Regions from separate parts of the Rattus norvegicus genome. Here region 2 is linked to region 1. Evidence: chromatin contacts called from public Hi-C data. All regions are on one chromosome and are shown on one strand. The core of a region is the stretch at or near the end of the contact, and the rest is flanking DNA. Distances in the headings are between cores, read along the strand shown. Region 1 holds the start of Sp4 (Sp4 transcription factor). Region 2 has its middle 34 kb from the start of Rpl19l1.

Evidence for each region. A called contact is a pair of places that touch in the nucleus more often than the background predicts.
Region 2: a Hi-C map of the A7r5 cell line shows a contact between it and region 1, with 4 times the contacts expected there. The contact joins the enhancer-like site here to the promoter of Sp4 in region 1. A contact is called at or near these places in 4 of 12 Hi-C or Micro-C datasets (the A7r5 cell line, the Rat2 cell line, Schwann cells and 1 more).

Annotation. Positions count from the first base shown.
Region 1 is chr6:145,391,801-145,397,943 of GRCr8, forward strand. Sp4 (Sp4 transcription factor) reads right to left here and starts at 3,314. Exons shown (of 6, transcript NM_012761.2): 1 at 3,141-3,314; 2 at 2,616-2,725; 3 at 548-2,105. The coding sequence starts at 3,147.
Region 2 is chr6:145,554,497-145,560,639 of GRCr8, forward strand. No RefSeq gene overlaps it. Among named protein-coding and RNA genes, the nearest start is that of Rpl19l1, 34 kb to the right of the region's middle. Within about 2 kb of position 3,350, at least 1 of the 93 cell types and tissues checked has an H3K27ac peak or open chromatin away from gene starts, as enhancers often do. A contact at or near this core is called in the A7r5 cell line, where this site is marked.

The sequences.
Region 1 (6,143 bases), core at 2,064-4,563:
ATCCTGAATGTAGCAAAAAGCAGACATAAAAACTTAACGAAACAATTTGCAATTTAAATTTCTATCTTAACTATAATAGTATCTAGTTTAAAACTACCATACATTAAAGCAACAATACCTTAAAGACAAAATGCTGAAATGTAAGAAGGTCCAGTTTATAAAAGCCTTATTACACAGAATTAACATACCTCAAACTCACAACCATATACCAATGCAAGTTAAACCAACTTTGCATCAAGGAGAGATGAGCTCATCTTCCCAAAGAGTTCAAGTGTACTTGAATGGGATCTCTATAATTATGACTCTAATCAGAAAAGGATGCTTTATGAAATAATTTATTTACCCAACTCAACACACAAAACTAAGTGGTAAAAGCTATAGAAATAAAGAGGTCACAGTGATAAATACATATGGTTGCTGGTGTAATAGTTCAGTTTGATCCCTCTCCAGTATATGTACATCAGAGGTGTATCAAAACTAAAAGATAGCCTGGAGCAATAACTGTTACTAATCCCTCCTAATAATGGGTTAAAAAGATGTAGCTTACCTGCAACACTAGTGATTGTTACTGGAACTCCCTGAACTTGAACACCCGCAGCACCCAGGTTGGCAACGCTCACTGTCTGAAGGTTAGGCACTGATGCAAGCTGGGCAGTATTCAATGTTATTGGGGCACCAGCAACAGCCACAGGAGCAATCTGAGCAAGAGTTGTGCCACCGCTTGAAGACACTGGGGTGATGGTTAACTGCTGGGATAACCCAGCGTTCTGAACTTGCAAATTTGAAAGACTCTGAATATTCTGGACCTGGACAGTTTGCCAGCTGATTTGCCCTGAAGGTGTTAAAGTTGGAGCCCTGATAAGCACCTGAGTCGGGTTTACTGCTTGAAGTTGAACGTTCTGCAAAGGCTGCTGCTGGATGGTCTGAATTGTCTGCCCTGACTGGAGTTGAAATGACTGTGGCGGGATAGCTTGAATAATCTGCTGCTGAGGCTGCTGGATCTGGATTTGCTGCAGGATAGGCTGGCCTACAATCTGTACTTGCTGAAGAGAATTTGACTGATCCTGTGCATTCTGTATCCCATTGGACTGAAGCTGACTGGAGCTCTGGGCCTCAGACTCAGTAGCAGCAGGTGTCTGTGGTTCTTCAATGGTGCGTTCAGAACTACTGGCTGATGTGCTTGCATACTGGCCCGTATCTGCTGAGCTCACTAATGTGTCACTGCTCGTCAGAGATGTTGATGCAGTAGTTGTGCAGGTAGTAGAGGAAGAGGGTGATTCAGGCATAGTACTGGCGGGAGCAGTGCTGGTGGTGGGCGTAGACACTAACTGATTTCCATTGGAAGTCCCACTATCAGTAGTAGTAGTAGTAGGCTGGCCAACTTGTCCAGTCCCTCCTCCAGCAGTCACGTTATTTATTACTGGCAAAGCTAAAGTCACTCCTCCAATGTTAATTGGTAGGGTTGTTACAACTTGAGCCTGAGTACCAGGAAGGGTCTGCAATTGCAATGGTATTGAAACACCAGGTCTAATTTGTACCGGAACTGTCTGATTTGCCAGGTTTTGAGCAAGGATATTCCCAGAAGCTGTCCTGTTAGCAGCCGTGAGGATAGCTTGATTATTACCTGCAGAAATGAGTTGAATTTGACCCTGCAAATCCTGTAGAGATGAACTACTAGTTGGATTGATTTGAATTTGCTGACCTTCCACCGTCTGAAGTTGGGGGATCACTTGGTACTGTACACTACCACTTGGATTCTGTACTTGTATGACTTGAAATTGATTAGGGGTGGAAGGATTACCTGATTTAGTTTTTGTAGGAGAGGAACTCCCGTTATTACTGCTGGAAGAACTAGATGAACTAGAAGCTGGCTGAGAAACGTTATTTTCTTTTGAAGCAGGAGGAGTGGAGGCAACAAGTTGCCAAGCGTTTCCAGCAAGCTGCGTTGTCACCAGTTCTAGCTGCTGTGGTTGATTCTGAAGTTGCACCAATCCTTGGCTTGGATCTATAATAATCTGCTGTTGTCCAGTTGCTTGATTTTCACCAGGAGTCCCTATTTTGCTGCAAGTAGCTGCCAGTAAAGCCAGAGGAGAGGGCTGAGAGTCCTACCCAAAATGGGAGGGGAAAGGAGAGGGAGGGGAAAAAAGTGGGCGGATTTAGTGGAAGACAGCAGTCGGGAGGGGGTTATTTATTTTGAGAGCTCTAAGTATCAGAACACACTTAATAGGCAGCAGAATTAAAAAGGAAATATGAACAAAAGCAGGTGGTAGAAGCTATACGAATAAAGAGGCAAGTTCTGTTACATAAAGTTTAAATAAAAAGGAATTTTCTGGTAAACTTTCTTAAAGTGTTATTCTTCTAAACTCCAAATGCCCTTGGGAAAATAGACACCGTTTTCTAACAGTCTGAATTCCTGATGTAATATAAACACCGTTCGTTATAGCCTCAACTATGCGAAATCTTCATGAATTTACGATTTAAGTTCCTCACTCAGAAAGATGCTTTGAATGAATAAACATTTTCATTCTGTTCTTTACTTCTGGGTATTTAAAGGGCATAACTCCCTCTCTTCCCTAAAGCTTTGTGTTGAATTTTCTTTTAACGTTTGCTTTTACCTGGGAGCCTGAGGTTTTGGGTTTTTTATTGTTATTCTCTGGCTCAGAGGTTTTCCCTCCTTCTGTAGCCATTGCCGCTGCCGCCTCCTCCTCCTCCTCCTTCTTCTGATCTGCAACAACCCCACCACCACCAACACACACGACAACAGGTTATTAGGATTATTATTATTCGTTCTCCTCCCTTCTCCCCCCCCCTCCTCCTGAACATTAATCTCCGTAAACCCTCGATCCGTGCACACCGGCAGGGGGTGGGGGAGAAGGAGGGAAGGGAGGAGGGGGCTCTCACGAAACGTGGTTTGAAACCCGACCCATAGGCTCCAGAGCAACACCCAGAAGGAGGTTGTTCTAGCTCAGACATTAAGACAAAACACAGCCCTCCTTCCCTCCCCCTGGTTCCCTCCCGCCCTCTCCTCCTCCCCTTCCAGCATCTCCGCGGCCCCGGGGGAGGGGGAAGCGAGCAGGGTCTGGGGAGGGAGGGACGAAGGGAGGCGGTGAAGGAGACCGAGGGGGGTGGAGAATACGTACCGCTCATCCCGCATTAACAGGACAAACCCTCTCAGAGACACTGGGATAGAGGTGGGTGGGGGTGGGGGCGAGGCGGGAGGAGAGGCCGGTCCCGCCCGCCCGCGGTGGCTCGGAGGAGGCTGTAGCTGGCACAGGCTCTGCCTCTTTTTCCGCGAATGGCCGCCGCTGGGCTGTGGCGTAGCAGCTCCTCTCTCCGCCCGAGCCCGGCTGACTCGCCCTTGATTGACAGCGGCGGCGCGCGGCGAGGGCGGCGGCGCGGGCCGGGGGCGGAGCCAGGGCGGCGCGAGCGCGGCGACTCCCCACACCCCTCGGCCTGCCTCCGCCGGCGCCGCCGACTCTCCACCCCTTCCCCCAGCGGATTGGCCGCCGACCTGCCGGGGCCGGGGCGCTGGGGCCGCCCTTTCTCCTCCCCTTTGCTCGGCTGGTGCTCGCTGCTGTTCGGCTTCTGCCTTCTCGGCCCGCGGCGCGTGCCCTCTCGGTGAGCTAGCTGCGGTTTGCTGCCGGCAGGCCCTTCATACAGCCAAACTTGTTGTCTCAGGATATCCCGCCCCCTACTCAGTTCCCGGCGCCCTCCACTCAAAAACGCGTCGCAGCATCTTGCGAGGGGCCGCGGAAGAAAGACATGGAACTAGGCTTAAGGGAGAGGAGCGAGGCGAGCGCGGGGAAGCGTGAGGTCCCGAGGTCTGAGTGGACTGCCGGCTGCCCACTCGGCGTGAGCATGGCTTTCCTAAGGCGCATCCGGACCCGGGCGCCCTTTTTCCCTGGCTCGGCTCTCATTGGGTGAGGCTGTTGACGTGCGTGAGTCGTGGGAGGAGGCGGGCGGGCCTCTCCCGCAAAGCCTTTCGGGTCTTGTAGTTTCTGTCAGCTATCGGATTGAGGCACCGCCTTCCTCCCGCCCCCGAGCGCGGCCTGGCTGCGGAGCCTAGAGCTGCCCGAGGGGGCGGTGGCAGCAGGGCGTGGCCGGGGCCGAGTGGGAGTTGAACCCAGCGCAGGGGAGGGAGAAATGGGTGTTGTTTGCCTGGGCCTATCGGCCGAGCGGGGCTGCGCGAACCGCCTCTGCCACCGCCCCCTCAGCTGAAAGCCGCTCCCCGCGGGGCGAGTTCACACCCGGAGCGCGCGGCGATTGAGCGGGCGGAGGTGTTGGGAGGCGGGGTCTGCTGTCCTCGGGGTTTGAATGAAGCTGACATGGGGTACACCCTCTTCGCCCGGCTTTCTTTACTCTCTTAGCTCGCCCGGGCCTCTGGTCCGAGCTCGAGGCCTGTGTTCCCACAGAGCAGGAGCTTCCATTTTATTTGTTGTATCTCTGGCTGCTGGTGCAGAGCCATTACCGTCTTCTAGGGTAGCCAGGAGTGCGCCTTAGAGTCTGCGTTCTTGGCGCGCTTCTCGCTCCTAGAGGTCTCACAAGGTTGTCCGGGCAAAGGAAAGCCCGGCTGCATGTGGGTCAGCTCTGGTCATGGTTTAGCGTAAGCTTCTAGGCAAGTGGAATTCACAGCTAGCTGCGCAAAGCACTTTGTCAAATCCTCCTGAACCGACTCCTAGTTTCTCTCCAAAGACATGAAGCCAAGATACCAGGGACCATACCAGCGACTGACGGAAGTGTACCAAAACTGGAAATGAGTCCCAAATATGAACCTTGGGATGGGATTACACACTAGGCTTAAAGCGCTCCACATTTATTGACATGGGCCCACATTCAGCTTTGGGTATTTTCGTCTGGTGCCTGAGGTCTGACATGTTGTAAGGGTGAGTGAAGAGTCTGGTGCTGTCCTTTTCTAGTGCTGCCTTGCTCAAGTATTTGGGGGGATGACAAAGCAGTAGCAGTAAAACAAAGCAAGTGGAGTAAAGGATTAAAATGTTGCCTACTCCATTTTATGAATTGAAGATGCTATAGTAATCTTCCATACACATCTCAATTCACTAGATCTTAGAAAGCTCAGAAGCGCTTGTTACATTTATAGATACATGTCTCTCCTCAAGCTCCGCCCCCATCCAGTTTCGCCATAGTGAATGCAGACCAGGCGTGAATTGGAGTGTACCTTGTAGTTCTCTTTAAACAACTTGCCTCAGAGTAGTAATGGCAGAGTATAGATTTACAAAATGTCCTAAAGGTCCTGCTCCCTGTTGATAAGTAGATATACCGGTATTCAGGAAACTGACAACCCTAACTTTTCCAAAAACCAAGAACTGCAAGTTCCTAGCTAAATGTTTGTAACACACACACACACACACACACACACACGCCCAGACTAAACTCAGGTAATGGGACTCTGTCTCTTAGTATGATGGTGTTTGGAGTCAGAATCTTCGGAACATTATGGTTAGATGAGGTCATGAGTGTGTCACTCCCATGAGTAAAACTTACTGGTCTTTAAACTTCTTTATTCTGCTGTCTCCCATGTGAAGTACAATGACTACAAGACCCTCACTAGAACCTGACTGTCCATACCTCTATATCAGACTCCTTGTAAAATGGTTAAAATAGACTGTTGTTGATAAGCTGTGGGTTATAGTACCCTGAGCCGATTAAAACACTGGCTGAGTCTTGAAGCCTGGTGACAAATGAACTGCTTCTTAGGGACTCTTATCATATCGTTACCCCTGTAACAGGAGGTTCTGCTAGATGAGATATTGCCAAGAGGACAGCCACTCCCATAGTATCATCCTAATTTAAGCTATGTACTATTATACTTAATATTTTTTAAACCATTTTGCTGTTTTTTATAAGTTATTTTAAGAATTTTATATTAGCTGAGCATGGTGACTCATTCCTTCAGTTCCGGCAGTTGGGAGGCAGAAGCAAGTGGATCTTGTGAGTTTGGGGATAGCCTAATCTCTGAGTCTTGTTTCTAGCTTACCCCGGTAGCTTTGCTTACTTAGTCCCGTTTTAGCAAGAAACCTGATGGATCAGTTTAGTGACAGTCTCCCACCCTTGATATCTAACCAAATTCCCTATCACCTGCCTTTGATATCACCCTCAGTGGTAGCTTTGTCTTTTCTAACCTG
Region 2 (6,143 bases), core at 2,100-4,599, 160 kb after region 1:
CATTGACACCTAACAGTAAAAGATGAGTTATTGGGCTGAGGATATACTCAGGGGTGGAGCATTTTTTTCAGCATGTATGAGGTCCTGGGCTTGATTTTTATAGCAAGATATGCTCTACCATTTTCTTCCACTTTTGGCCTTGACATCCTCAACCGGACAAGGGGACAATTTCTTTCCACACTTATTGAATGTTATCTGTCAAGCGCTTTCATATTACTATCATACTTAAGACTCTCAAGCAGACCTCTGAGGTCCTTATTTTATCCTCAGTTTACTGCTAAGAGACCAGTGTGTTCTGGGGATATTCAATAAAGCCCAAACCCACCTGGCTGATACGCAGTAGAGTCTGGGATGGAACTCCCGCTGTGAGTGTCACTACGGGGTTGGGACTGCTGTATTTCGGTAATACATTAAGATATCATGAGGGGCTGGGGATTTAGCTCAGTGGTAGAGCGCTTACCTAGGAAGCGCAAGGCCCTGGGTTCGGTCCCCAGCTCCGAAAAAAGAACCAAAAAAAAAAAAAAAGATATCATGAAAAGTGGGATCTGGATGAGAGAGAGAGAGAGAGAGAGAGAGAGAGAGAGAGAGAGAGAGAGAGAGAGGATAATTTGGAGCTGCCCATGCTGGTAGGCACTTTGCTCCCTTGACACAAGCTACAGACATCTGGGAAGAGGGAAACTCAACTGAGAAAATAGCTCTACCAGATTGGCCCGTGTGGGCAAGTCCACTGGGCATTTAATCTTGATTAATGTTTGATGTGGGGACACATACACACTAACTAGTATCACCCCTGGGTCCTGAGAGGCATAAGGAAGTTCACTGAGCAAGCCATGGGGAGCAAGCCAGAGAGCAGCACTCCTCCATGGCCTTTGCTTCAGTTCTTGCCTTGGCTTCCTGTAGTGACAGACTACAACCTGTAAGGCAAATAAACTCTTTTCCTCCCCAAGTTGGTTGTGCTGTCTATTACAGTAATAGGAAGCAAACTCCTACATTGCCTTTCCAAGAAACACAAAGCTAGCCTTCCCATGCAGGATACTTAAAGGGAGAACAGTATAGTACCACATCAGAATCTTGTGTTGCTCATACAAGCCACAGGGTTAAAGATATGGAGTCTATATGTTTCCCAGTAGTTTCTCTCCTCTGAACAGGGAGAGAAATAATAGTACCTACTTCCTGATGGTGGCTTGAGTATTAATGTACTGCCTCATCTAATACACAGCTCAACTTAGCTCAGCTGCTATCAGTTTTTAGTATCTACAAGTATTAACATGAAAAGGTGTCCCAGGAACTTTGTAGTTCATGTGACTACAAGGGGACATTGAAAGGTAGCAAGGGCAAATCGGCATCAAGTGAGCCTCTACCCCAAAATATGGATCTGTGCATGAGACAGTCCTAGAAGCATTGCATCCCCCTGTTAACTGTACTAGTCTCTGCACATGTCACATCATTATTTTCTTATAAAATGTGATACTTTTAAATAAAAATATCCCTCAGCTATATAATAAATACGGAATATACTGTAAAAAAACAAAGCAAACAAACACCTTCTCGGGACTGGAGATGTGGCTCAGCAGTTAAGAGCACTTGCAGTTCTTCCAAAGGATCTGATCTCCATTCTCAGCACGCTCCTGTCTCACAACTGCCTGGGACCCTAACTCCAGGGAATCAGATGCCTTCTTCAGGCCTCTTTGGACAACTTTACTCATGTGCACACAGACAGAGGTGAAGGGTGATGGAGAGAAAAAGGGAAAAAGTGTTCCCCCAAACAATAAATCCAAAATAAATAATCCCAAAGGGAAAGTACCCCAGGACTCAGGTCTCTTCTATGGGTCCTGAGTTCCAAGGCACGTTAGGAATTGGAGGGTGACAACTTACTGGCTCGGTTCTTTAATCCTGAGCAAATCATTTAGTGCAGGTGTTTGGCTTGGAGGGTTACTACCCACACGTATCGTCTAACACCAGTGGCTTGTTCTCTTTGCAGTCTGGCCTCAACTTCCCCAGCCTCTTGCCTGAGCCTCTGAAATGCTAGGATTTCAAGCATGTGCCTAGCTCATTTGGTTGTCACAAAGCTGAACCCAAGCACCCAAGGACACTCGGGTTCTTTCAAGCATCTTCTAGCTGAGCAACATCACAGCCAACGACTAAGATGGCATCATGCATTAGGTGGCTGCACTGTGGTGTCTGCATGAGAAAGCAAACCCAGGAGTCTCCAAGCCCTTCATGTTCAGAATGTCCCTTGCACCTGTTGTACAACGTATAGTTTAAACGTCTCTCAGGACTTCCTCAGTTGGGGTTTTACTGAAGTCTCTACTGACTAAAAATTATTAAAGCCTCCAAGGCACCTCAAATCAGAATAAACCCTGTTTTATTACAAAACATAAATACCACAATAACCAATTGAGGGTGTAAAGAAGGGCAAGTGTTAGAATACCTGAAGATTTTTAATCAGGATGATTGAAGCCTTGTACTTTCCAACCTTAAGTCAGGAATTTATGGATACAAAGACTAATGTGATTTTAATTCAGAATTCAGCCAACCATGCCAATAAATTCATTTCAAACATGTTAGACTAAAAGCTGACTGCCCTCTGGTGGGCTGTTTTTTAAAATATTTAGTGTTTCTTTAACTGAAGTGCTTAAAATATTGCACAGAGGCATGAAACTATTTTACAGTGCAATTTGTGAGGATAAAATTATTTGGGAATGGGGAAGCATTTTTTTAATTATATAAACTTAAGTTTGGCCGATTTATGCTTCTTTAAACTAAAATTTCCATTTGTGAGCAAATTTATCCGATTTTCAAATCTCAAATTAAAAAAAAAAAACAGGGAAAAAGAAAATCATTTTTCTCGAGGCTCATTTTCATTTCAAAATGTTGACATTCTAATTAATTTTCAGCTTTTCACAGCCATGGGGGGAAGTTACACACTTATCACGGTTAAATTGTTTCTGGGTATACACCATTTTCATGTAATTTTATTGTCTGAAAGAGAAATAGCATAATCCTATTCCCAATAAAATATATATTTGTTTTTATTTAAAGCGATAGCATATCACATAAAAGTACAAGGGCTAAGGCTGATATAATATGGGGAAAATTCAGAAGGTGTTGGCACATGCTCTGGCCAGCCTGGGATAGGGCAGTGTCTCACCCCCACCCCTCACCCCCACCCTGTTTGCAGTTCCCCTGGAATACTGGGGTGGGCTGAAATCTCCAAACGCCATTGCCACTGAGTCTGCCAATTCTCATCTGTTTCGCGTGGATTTGCGTGTTAAAGGCTTCCCAGGCACTGCTGATCCCACTTCAGCACTGTGAGCTTCAGTTCAGGATTCTGACTCTGGCCATAAATTACTTCCTTAGCGCCTGTGCGCTATGTGAACAAATCCTGTTGAGCATGATCACATTAATGTAGGTACTTCAAATAGCTGAAGATGGAAGATATAGGGGAAAAAATAAAGTTTTATTACTTTAAAACGCTTATTGTCTCTGCGAGGAAAAATAAAAATGTGTACCGAGCGATTTATCTGGTGAGTTTCGTGTATACTGGCAATGACTCAGAATCCTCCACATCCCTCCTCCCTTCCTTCCTGATGACTGACTCTCTTAGAGAGGCCTAATATTTTGTCTCTGAATTCCTTTTTTTGAATCTGAAACGGAAACTTACAAGAAAGAGAAGTCTTCTCTTGAGACAACGGAATTAAAGATTGCAATTAAATCACAAAATCAAGTTAATTCTGTGGCTGTAAATACCCAGCTTTAGGTTAATAAGCACCTGTGCCATCAGATATGACGTAACAGTGCAGGTCCCCGAATACAGTCAGTCTTTCAGAAACGTTTGTAACACCCAACAGCAACTCGAAGTCAAGAATGCAACAACGTTTTCAATTGCTACCTAAAAGCTGGACAGAGCAAGGTAACCTAAAACAGCTATGCTTTTAAAACTAATTAGCATATGCAATGACCTTAAAAATGTAAAGATGTCTCCTCCATGAGACTAATTTTCTTCCCCAACCCAACAGGAGGTAAATGGAAATACAGAACGGAAGAGTGCTTAACATAGAATTACTGGTTTAAAATTGTAGCCCCTGCCCCCTCCAAAATAAAATTTTGTACCCCAGCACGCTATTTTATAAAGGCTTGCTGGAACTTAGTTAGAAAGCAGTAAAACACAAACTAAACCAAAGTCAGCAGTCGTGGTGGTTTTGTTTTCTGGTCTTTCCCTCTTGGAGGTCAAGGGACGCAGCTCTCTCTCTCTCTCTCTCTCTCTCTCTCTCTCTCTCTCTCTCTCTCTCTCTCTCTCTCTCTCTCTCTCTGTGTGTGTTCAAAGGAGGTTTAGTTAGTCTTTCATTTAAAGAAAATGAAAATGTAGACTCTACCTTATTTAGCATTATTGCTCACGCCATGTTTTCTGGAAGTTCCGAAAAACATGAATAGAAACAAACCGGTGTATGAGTGTCCACAGAAGGAAAAGAAGCCTCCTTACCCAGTGCTTCAGGTAGGTAGACACTGTGATGCGAGCATGTTTGTGCGTGTATCTACTTAAATACATACCATCCTACCATTCTCTCGGAGCTTGCAGTCATGTGTGCTTTCTGCGTCCAGCAAATCAATATTCTTATAATTTTAAACGGGATTTTTTTTTCTCGCGTCGTAAATGGGACTTGTCGACCCGCAGGGTTGCAGCTTCAGATCCGCAGGGCTGGGGTCCGCTCCCGCGCTGTGCTTTTTCATCAACAGAGGGCGCTCTGTGGTTTGCCAAGGAACCTGACTAGTCTCACGGCCGGCCGAGCTGGGCAGCGGGTGAAGCATCCCTTAGCCTGGTTTGCAGTTTTTCCCCCATACCAGTCAGAAGCTCTTTCAACTGGCTAGTGTATAATTTATTGGAAATGCTACTGATCATTGAAACAACATACGTGAATGAAAGGGAACCCCATGATTTTACAAAAGTCGGATGACCGTGACATCTAAGGCTGCTACTAACCTATTGGAAATGATGATAAGCATAGAATTGACATGCAGACTGGTATGCCTTCACCTTGGAAAGCTCAGGCGATGGCTTTATTTACATAGTCCACCTCAGTCCTGAGCGCGGGAGTGTTCCTCGTTGTGTCCCACTTTAATAAATTATACTGTTTTATATCTGGTCCTAGACAAACGAAATAATTCCTCCTGAGGTAATCTGACTAGGACCTAATTGACACATTAGGAGAGCTCTGGGAAGCTTTTTCTCCGCTGCAGGTTAGAGAGAAGATACTAGATGCCAATGTCATTAATTTCTCACCAGCCAAAAGCACTAAATTTCGATTGAAAACTTGAGAGAATGAAAAAAAAAGATGTACTTTAAGAAAATTAGATCTTCTCAGAGTATTTGTCCAAGATCTACCCTTACCGATGCGCGATTTATTAGATGTTTCAACACAGCAAAGTAATCATAACTAACTAACGTGAAGATTGCATTTACTATCCTTCCGGGCAAAGTTTTGCAAATATCTTAGAGCCACTGTGAAAGCCAGAGAGCAGCAACCCTAACAGTTGCCAGAATCAACGTATTTGACAGAAGTGCGGTGCCACCGTAGCCCGTTATTTCAAACGAGAATGTTCCATCTCAAGAACGGGAGCGATACCACCAATAATAGAATAAACGGGAATCTGGAAGTCAAACAGCTTGACAGCAGCTACTCAGAACGAGAAAATACGAGCATTGTAACGTACTGATGTGTTTCAAGGTTCTCCTCTGAGAAAAATGTGCTCCTCTGAGGAAATGTAGCCATGAAGGCAAAGAAATGCCAGGTTTTGCATGTTTGTGTAATATCAAGGATGGCAAAACAAATATTCAACAGCTAGCACTGGCATTCCAGTTAACTCGTCCCTTCATCTCGTTTGCGCCGATTGGAAGAGCCTTTCTCTTTCTTTTGCAAATATGTTTGCCAGCAGCTGTTTCAACATTTATAAAGACCATTCCCACTGATTGCCAAATAACCATAAATTTATTTACGCATATTTTTGAGTTGGAGGCATAAAAATAATTACATGTCTGATTAAATTCACTTATGCCTCCGTGTCTTACTAAATCTATAATAGATATGAATCGCTACACTGCGCTGCTCCATTAAGTGCATAAATAATGCCATAGGCATGTAGGA